Linked DNA regions of Ovis aries: region 1 is linked to region 2. Evidence: chromatin contacts called from public Hi-C data. All regions are on one chromosome and are shown on one strand. Each heading gives the region's core, a stretch centred on a gene start, on an enhancer-like site or on the middle of the called end of the contact. The rest is flanking DNA. Distances are from core to core; before and after follow the strand shown.

Region 1 (4,543 bases), core at 3-2,502, 58 kb after region 2:
TAAGTTTCTAGAAAGTGATTTACTATGTAGAATTGTTTGTTATATTAACAGAGTTTGTTTTAGTCAGAGAAGCATTGTTACCCTGGCTAATTCAACAGGATATGGAATTAGTCTGGAAATGAAATACATGGAAATCTGTCTTCATGGATAGATTTTCTTCATAGAAAGATGCTGTTTGGTGATAGTCTGAATTCTAAGCTGACCTTTATAGGAAAATGGTCTCATTAGTATCACTCAATAGAGTATTTGCATAATTACCATGTGTAAAAAGACCAAAGGTAACCATTTTGTAAATGTATTCATGTCTTGGGTTATTTTTACTATTTTCTTTTTTTTAAAGCTTATTCTGTGATTTAGAGTCATTATAATTAATTTATAAGTAAATGATATTTTAGAAGTTAAAGAGCTTTAATTTCAATCAAATTGATTCAGTATATACATTCACATTTCCCCCTTTTAAAAAATTCACTGTTTTCAGATATTCATAAAACTCTGGTATATTGTAGAAGTAATGGGACATCTGAGTGGTTCTCAGATTAATATGGCAAAGCAGTGGTTCTCACCCAGGGGCAGTGATGTCCCCACAGAACATTTGGCTGCATCTGGAGACTCTTTAATTGTCACAGTGGGAGGAAACCACTATCATTGAGTAGGTGGAGGCCGGAGGTGCTAGTGGACATAATGTACTGCACAGGATAGCCTCCTATAAAAAAGGATCTGTCCCTAAATGTTAGTGATGCCAAGGCTGAGAAACTCTGTTGTAAAAGGAAAGCTAATATACACAAACACCCAACATAAAAATGTGTTCTTAGATGTGTGCTTATTCTTTCAGCAGCTATAACTCTAACAGTACAGTTTACAAGGTCCTTATGCAAAGTGTGTGAAGAGTATTCTGCTCTTGACTGACATCTAGTGAGACATTTACAAATAAATGTAAAACTGAAAGTTGAAATTAAATAAGCATGTAAATCAGAGTTACAGCTAGTTTTTTTCTGCTCTTAGGAATTTCACATATAAATAAACTAAGAAGAGAGTAAAGATTTGTTTAGGGCTACTGAGAAACAGGCTTCCCAGGTGGCTCAGTGGTAAAGAATCCGCCTGCCAATGCAGGAGACACAAGAGACGCAGGTTGGATCCCTGAGTTGGGAACATTCGTTGGAAAAAGGAAATAGCAGCCCAGTCCAATATTCTTGCCTGAAAAATCCCATGGATAGAGGAGCCTGGCAAGCTACAGTCCGTAAGGTCAAAAAGAGCCGGGCACAACTGAGCAGCTGAGCACACACGTGCACACGCACACGCACTGAGAAATTATGTCTGAGGAGGAGTGGTATGTGGTAAATTCTTGGCTGAAGTACTACTGTATCGCCTTTATCTTTTACTTATATTCTTGATTTAATATGAGAGCTTAGGATATAAAATTTTTTCATAGTTTTTTGAGTAAGTGCTGACTTCTGTGTAAGACTTTTTGTATTTTAAAAATTGCTTAAAAATCATTTAGTTTTAGAGCCAGTGGAGACCTAAGTGGTTTAATCCAATTTCTTCACTTACAGAGATTAAACAGTTCTATTTCATAGAGATGAAGTGATCTGATCTGTGGTTTTGCAGCTTGTCAGGCCAGATCTTAAACTGGAGCCCACTGCTCCTGACTTCTAGTTGAGTGTGCTCTCAGGGTGAGGGGAAGTGATTAAGTGCACTCTGGGGTCTTCTGAAAGCTTTTATGTTTGTTTTTCAAACTATGAATATTAAAACTGTTAAATTCTTATTTTTTCAAACTATGAACATTAAAACTTAAATTCTCATTTCCTTTAAAGGAATATATATATACCCCTCCATATATGTTTTAAAATGAATTTGTATTTATGTTTATAAGTCTCATGTTTTATTTAATTTTTATTTATCAGCATTATACATGTGTAAACATGGATATTTCAAATCTTTCATAGGCAACGACACCTCCAAATCAAGGGCGACCTGATTCTCCCGTCTACGCTAACCTGCAGGAACTGAAGATATCCCAGTCGGCTCTTCCCCCGGTCCCCGGAAGCCCAGCAATTCAGATTAATGGAGAATGGGAAACTCATAAAGATAGTTCAGGGCGTTGTTATTACTATAACAGAGGTACACAGGAAAGAACTTGGAAACCCCCTCGTTGGACTCGAGATACGAACGCAAGCAAAGGAGATTCCCAGAGTCCAGGGGATCAAGAGGTATGAGGAGCTAGGGGGTCAACCAGTGAGTTACGGAGCTTCTTCTCTTTTCGTTTCTCAGAGAAGTAAATAGGTTTGCTTCTAACCTTTGAAATCTCAAAGATACTAAATCTTCTTTCCAAGTTTTATCATATTACTGCTTGTTGCTTCCTAGTGTATAGACAGACAGCAGCTAGCCCTGTGGCATGCTTACTTGTCTAGAGTTTACTGGGTTAATGCTGCCTATTGCCCTTGATTTCCCTCACATGCTAGAAGATACTAATCCAGTCATCGTTGTTGCCAAAGCAGTTACGATTTTTTAGAAAAAGAAGGGGAGAAAATATGTGATGTGATTTAGCCAAACAAAAACCCAGTTATTTGATGCTTTTCTTTATGATTTGATGGGACTGGCAAGATACTTCTCAGTTTTTGTTAGAGGTACAAGATCACTTTTTATGACTGTGTACGGGAGATAAGTATAATATAAGTCCTTTGCTACAGGCTGAACGTCCTCTAAGTCTGACAGTTCACTCTAAAAACATTATTTCTTGATTGGCTGGTTGTTTTCTGTTTTTTTGGCCATGCCATGTAGCTTGTGGGACCTTAGTTCCCCTACCAGGGATCGAATCTGTGTAGCTGCAGTAGAATTGTGAATCTTAACCACTGAACTACCAGGGCAGTCCCTAAAATCATTATTTTCTCTGACAAGTGTCCATACCATTTCCCCAACCTTGGTTTCATAGACACACACACAGAGACACATAGTCAGTGCAGCACACACACATACCCCTGGAGGGTGGCATCACACACACACACACCCTTACCCCCCATCCACGCACACACACCCACCCACACCCACCCCTACCCCCCATCCACACACACACACACACACCCCTACCCCCATCCACACACACACACACCCCTACCCCCCATCCACACACACACACACACACCCACACCACACACACCCACTCCCACGCCTACCCCCTATCCACACACACACACCCTTACTCCCCCATCCACACACACACACACACCCCTACCCCCCCATCCACACACCCACCCACCCCCCTACCCCCATCCACACCCACCCCCCCACACACCCACACCCCTACCCCCATCCACACACACACACACACACCTCTACCCCCCATCCACATGCACACCTCTACCCCCCCATCCACACACACACACACACACACACACACCTATCCCCCCATCCACACACACACACACACACCCCTCTACCCCCCATCCACACGCACACCTCTACCCCCCCATCCACACACACACACACCCCTACCCCATCCACACACACACCCACACACACACCCACACACCCCTACCCCCCATCCACACACACACACACACCTCTACTCCCCATCCACACACACACACACACCCCTACCCCCATCCACACACACACACACACACACACACACACACCCTGCTCCCCATCCACGCACACACACACACACACCTCCCTCTACCCCCCATCCACACATACACCTCTACCCCCCATCCACCATCCACACATATATACACACACTCCTCTACTCCCCGGTCCCCCCGGAGGGCAGTGCAGTGAATTGGCCAGAGATCCCCTGGGACTGTGCAGGTCTGCAGAGAATCCTGGGTGGGAGGGATGGAAAGGAGTTAGCATCCTGCTGGTCGGTAGGCGGCAGCCCCTGCACACCCAGGACACCTGTCCTTAGGGCAGCTGACTTGTCCAGCAGAAATAGAGCTCCGGCTAGGTGGGAGCTGGAGAAATCAGGTAACACATCCTGTGTGTAGCAGAGTCTAAGAGCTTTGTATAGTTAATAACCCCTCCTCTTGTCCTGTTTTTCAGTTGGTTATTTATAGCTATGCTTTGGTGGTAGCTTGTATTAAACTTTCAGAGTTGAGGAATGAGGTGGAGGGTTAGTGAGAAATTGTTCACATGTTACTATAATAAGAGAAGTGTTAGGGAAGTGATTTGAATTTGTGTGTCTAGAAAGATTTGAAAGTAAGTTGTCCTGTGTGTCCATAATAAAGTAAAGTCTTATCAATTGGAAGAATTAGGGAAATGGCTAAATTATAGAAGAAAAGGATTTAAAGTACACACGGAAACTGGAATAGCCTTTCTTAGGTTTCTGTTACACTTCAGAGACTAGATGGGAGTGATCTCTAAATCGCAGTCTGAGCAAGCTCACTCCTCTACTCTCTCACATAATTGTGTAAAAATAGGTGTTTCCAGAGTGGCCGGGGCACACCTTCCAGTAACTTTTTGAGAAAGGTTGTGTATGGAGGTAAAATTGAGACCATGTGTGTTAAAATGTTGACACTGTACTCTCACATTTAATCGAGAGTTTGCCTGA
Region 2 (4,234 bases), core at 777-3,276:
TCAAAAATACATTCAATAGAAATTTACTGTGCATCTACTGCACGCCAAGTGCTTTTAGGCTTTTGGAACTACCTACCTACACAAATCAAGACTCAAATCTCTGCCACTGTGAAGCGTACATTTTGGAACTCTGTGCTACTTCTTAAGACACAAGTTAAATGTCAATATCCTGAAAATGATCTGTTGTGATCCTGGGCACAGGCACCAGACATATGCTACCAGTGTTATTTAAAACTGACTAGAGGCAATGTTGCATATGATTTCATAGCTTTCCATCAGGTCCTTTTAAACAACACACTTGGGCGAGAGCTCTTTTTATCTGACTCCATCTGCTGTTGGTAGTGATCAGCATACTGTGGGCATTGTGTTAGCATCTGAGACTAGGTTGTGAAATAGGAAGTGGAGTTATGTGCAGATCAGCAAGTGTGTGCAAACTGTTTAGTTCTATCCGAAGCTGAAACCACGGGTGTCCAACTCAGGCTTGGGAAACACGGAAGATAAGGTTATCAGCACATGCCCATCAGGGCACAGTTTCCCTTTTGCTGTCTGTCCCTGTTTTGGTTCTATAAAGAGATCCCAGAGGTTTTATGGAAAACAGTGTCAGAAGCATACACCAGCAGTACTCTTGTCTGCCGAACAAGGGCATGCAAAATGTTACTTGTTAGAAAGTGAGGGAGACAGAAAGGCCAAGTGATGCCAAGGAAAGTGGGTGTATCGTCCAGTGGATGGTCAGAGAAAGTATGGCCTCAGGCTTGTGCATGTTTTCTTTCTTTTTCCTTTCTTGGCTGTGCTGCAGGCATGTGGGATCTTAGTTCCCCGATCAGGGATTGCTGAGTCTTAACCACTGGACCTCCAGGAAATCCTTTTCTTCCTAAAAGAAGATCTTAAAACTTTAGCTCCCCCATTAAGATTTAATTTTATAATAAGTCAGTAACCTACAGTTGTTAAAGTCTTGCCAATATCCCATTGGGTTCTTTGCAGTCACTACAGGATAACTGGGAGTTCAGTTTGTGACGGGGAAATCAGACACAACAGCATCTTCAAGCATGATGTGAAGAACACAAAAGAGCCAGTTCCAGAGACTGGCTCTTGAATCATACCCTGACCTTTTTTCTTTTGCTTGTTTTATTGAAATTTCATCTCTGCGCCGTAACAGACACAATCAACCACTGGTTAGTAACGAATGTTTTCTGCAGTCCGAATACATAGCAGTGATTTTTCTGTCCTTGAATCATAGAAAGAGGCTTTGGGCTCGTCAACATGCTCCTTTCACAGCTGAGGTCGAGAAGGGCGAAGCGACAATGGCAGAAGCCAGGTCTCTCTCCCGATTCCCAGTTCCGCAGAACTCCCGCCACAGGCTCCCCAGAGAAAGCTGTTATGCCTCCAATTTTTGGATTCCGTGCTGTCATCCTGCAAGCTGGGGTGACTTTGGGCAATGACATCGTGGCCCCCACGGGGCTTGCACATGGCAGAAGCCGCCCTGGAGCCGCCCGCCCGCCCGCGGAGTGTGCGCGCTGTTTTCGCACTCTGCCGGGTGGTCTCGGCGAAGGTCCGGGACCGGGTTGTGGACCAGGGTCTCCAGGGTTCCCTTCCGTCAGGTGAGGTCGCGAGGGGACTTTCTCCGATTTCTGGGTCCGGAAAGGCTGACCCTCGCCAGGCTGCGCTCCTACCCGGACGAGAAAGGGGACAGCCGGGCCCACGCCCCCTTCTCCCCTGGGCCCCACTCCTGCCACCCCAGGACTCGGGCCGTTTTCCTTCCGCCCTTCCCTCGTTTTCCCCACCGGCCTCTCCTCAACTTTCCCCACTTGGCGTTTAAAAGCTCCACCGCCCCCCTCCCTCGGCGAGCAGCTCGGGCGCCCGGGCGATCCTCGGCCCCTCCCCCCGCCTCTCCCCTCCTCCTCCCGGATCCACGCCGCCCGCTCCCCCGGCGCCCGCCTGGCGGTCACGTGCGCCGCGCCCCGCCCCGTCACGTGGCCCCGCCCCGCCCCGCCCCCGCGCCGGCGCGCTCCGACGTGCCCTGGAACTCACCCGCCCCGGGAGAGCCGCCTGCGGGGACGCGCCGGCCGCGGCCGCCGCTGAGTGAGCGCCCTTCAGGTTCGTCTGGGCGCCCCGCCGCCGCCGAGCCGGGCCAGGAGGGAGCCGCCCCACCCCGCGAAGCCGCCGGGCCCTCGGTGAGGTTGGTAGGGAGAGTGAGCCCGGGCGGAGGGCAGGTCGGGGCGGCGCTGCACAAAGGCGCCCGGGGCCGGGGCTGCGGGGCCGGAGGAGGCGTGTGCGGGCGCGCGGCGACGCCGGGGTGCGCGAGGTGCGGCCGGGGGCGCGGCCGGCGGGGTCCAGGCGCCGGGCCGCTGCCGGCCGCTCGGGCGACGTGGGCGACGGGGTTTTAAATGGCTGGAAGTTGCGGCTCCTCTGCCCCCCGGGTTTCCTGACTTCCTGTGAGAGGGCAGTGCCCGCCGCCCCGCCCCCAGGAAGGAGGGTGGCGGGCTGTGCGTGTGCGTGTGCGTGTGTGTGTGTGTGTGTAAAAGGCTGGCGGTGCCGCCCTCCTTTCTGGCCTCCCGCCGGCGGCGAGCCCGCTCCTCAACTGCTGCGGGAGGTGCAACCCCCGCCCGCCCAGCAGCCCCAGGAGCCGACTTGGGGCTGCTCGAAGGCTATTGATCCCCCAGACTGGGCATGGGGGCTTCTGCAGCTTCTAGAGGTGCCCCGCCCCTGCTCAGTGGGCATCTGCTTCTTTCTAGCCCTTCTGCGAGAATTCTCCTCCACCGTTTTTAATTTCAGAAAACCCTCTGCGCTCTTCTCGGGGGTGTGTGTGTGTGTATGTGTGTATTGTCTTCTAAGGATGACTGTCCTTGACGTGTGGCGTCTGAAGTTACCGCAGACCCTTTGACACGAAAAGGCCACAGGGTCATTCTCGAGGCGTGGTGATGTTTTCCTTCTGACGGCAGCCGCCGTTTTCCAGGCACTTGCGAAGGCGAGCATGTTCAAAGCGTGGCTGTATGAAAGTTCTGATGTGTCTCCAAGTGAAGTATTTGTTGTCGGGACAGGCTGGTAACATTCGTGTTGCTTTATGGTTAATTAAGACATGGGAGGTAATTAAAAAAAAGATTTGTTTACGTTATTTTGAGCAGTGCTGTGTCTTCATTTGCTGTGCGCAGGCGTTCTCTAGTTGCGGGAAGCAGGGGCAACCGTTCGTTGTGGTGAGTGGTCTTCTCATTGCTGTGGCTTCTCTTGTGTCCTCTGGGCCCTAGAGTGCGGGCTTCAGTAGTTGGGGCAGGTAGTTGTGTCTCAAGGGCTTAGCTGCTCCGCGGCCTGTAGGATCTTCTGGGACCAGATATCGAACCCGTGTCACCTGCATTGCAAGGCGGATTCTTATCCACCAGACCGCCAGAGAAGCCCCGGTGGCAGATTTTTTTGAACATTTAGGCATGTGTTCCTAACGGGAGGTGAATACGGGGAGGAAGGAGGGAACTTTGAATGAAGAGTCCACCCGGATTCTGATTAAAATTCTCCCTCTCAGCTTCTGAAGGTGAGACCTTGGAAGACTCTGAATGTTACAGTGAAGGGTGGCTCAAAAACGTCCAGCTCCTGGCCGCGGCTCTTTCATACCCAGATGCTGGGAAACGGTGGCCTGGAGGTGGATCTATAGCCAGTGCTCCTTACCTGATCCGCAGGAGGGTGCCTGACAGGGCAGGATGTCTTTTGTGTTATCTTTTGGTCGGAGTAGATGGTCTGGCTGCTGGGGCCAGTGTTTCTCTCTTTCTCTCTGTTTTAAAAAATGCCTTGGAAATGTTTCTGAGCAGAGTTTGGCTTGAACCAGTCTCTAAAGACTTGACCCTGAGTGGGGCAACTGGAAGAACCTGAGGAGCTGGGCATGTCGGCGTGACTCCTGGTTTCAGGAAGCTCTGCTGGTCTGGAAAGGGACTCTTTTGGGGAAAAATGAGTTGAATGAAGCCTGATGTACCATATTGCATGTGCATGCCCCAGTATGGGGTGGTAGGCTTCTGTTCCTACTTTATGGAGGACAGAAGTTGGAGAAGATTGCTAACGCACTGATTCTTAATGTGATGCCATCTGTATAGAGGGGTTGTCCACATACAGTCAGTATTTTATGTATCTTTAGTTTTTTTCTTTTTTTTTTACATACTACACTAGTTGTTGTGAGGCACAAGTGAGAATATATAAATACTGCAGAAAAACTGTATTATTTGTAGTCAATCATTTGGCGGTTCTTTCATTAATA

Evidence for each region. A called contact is a pair of places that touch in the nucleus more often than the background predicts.
Region 1: a contact with region 2 is called in a Hi-C map of liver, with 1.8 times the contacts expected there. The contact joins the enhancer-like site here to the promoter of ARHGAP12 in region 2. A contact is called at or near these places in 3 of 16 Hi-C or Micro-C datasets (liver, skin fibroblasts and tail adipose tissue).

What each region holds. Positions count from the first base shown.
Region 1 is chr13:32,853,274-32,857,816 of ARS-UI_Ramb_v3.0, forward strand. All of the region lies in intron 3 of ARHGAP12 (Rho GTPase activating protein 12), which reads left to right. Among named protein-coding and RNA genes, the nearest start is that of ARHGAP12, 59 kb to the left of the region's middle. Within about 2 kb of position 1,253, at least 2 of the 54 cell types and tissues checked have an H3K27ac peak or open chromatin away from gene starts, as enhancers often do. A contact at or near this core is called in liver, where this site is marked.
Region 2 is chr13:32,794,108-32,798,341 of ARS-UI_Ramb_v3.0, forward strand. It overlaps ARHGAP12 (Rho GTPase activating protein 12), which reads left to right and starts at 2,027. Exons shown (of 15, transcript XM_060397427.1): 1 at 2,027-2,171.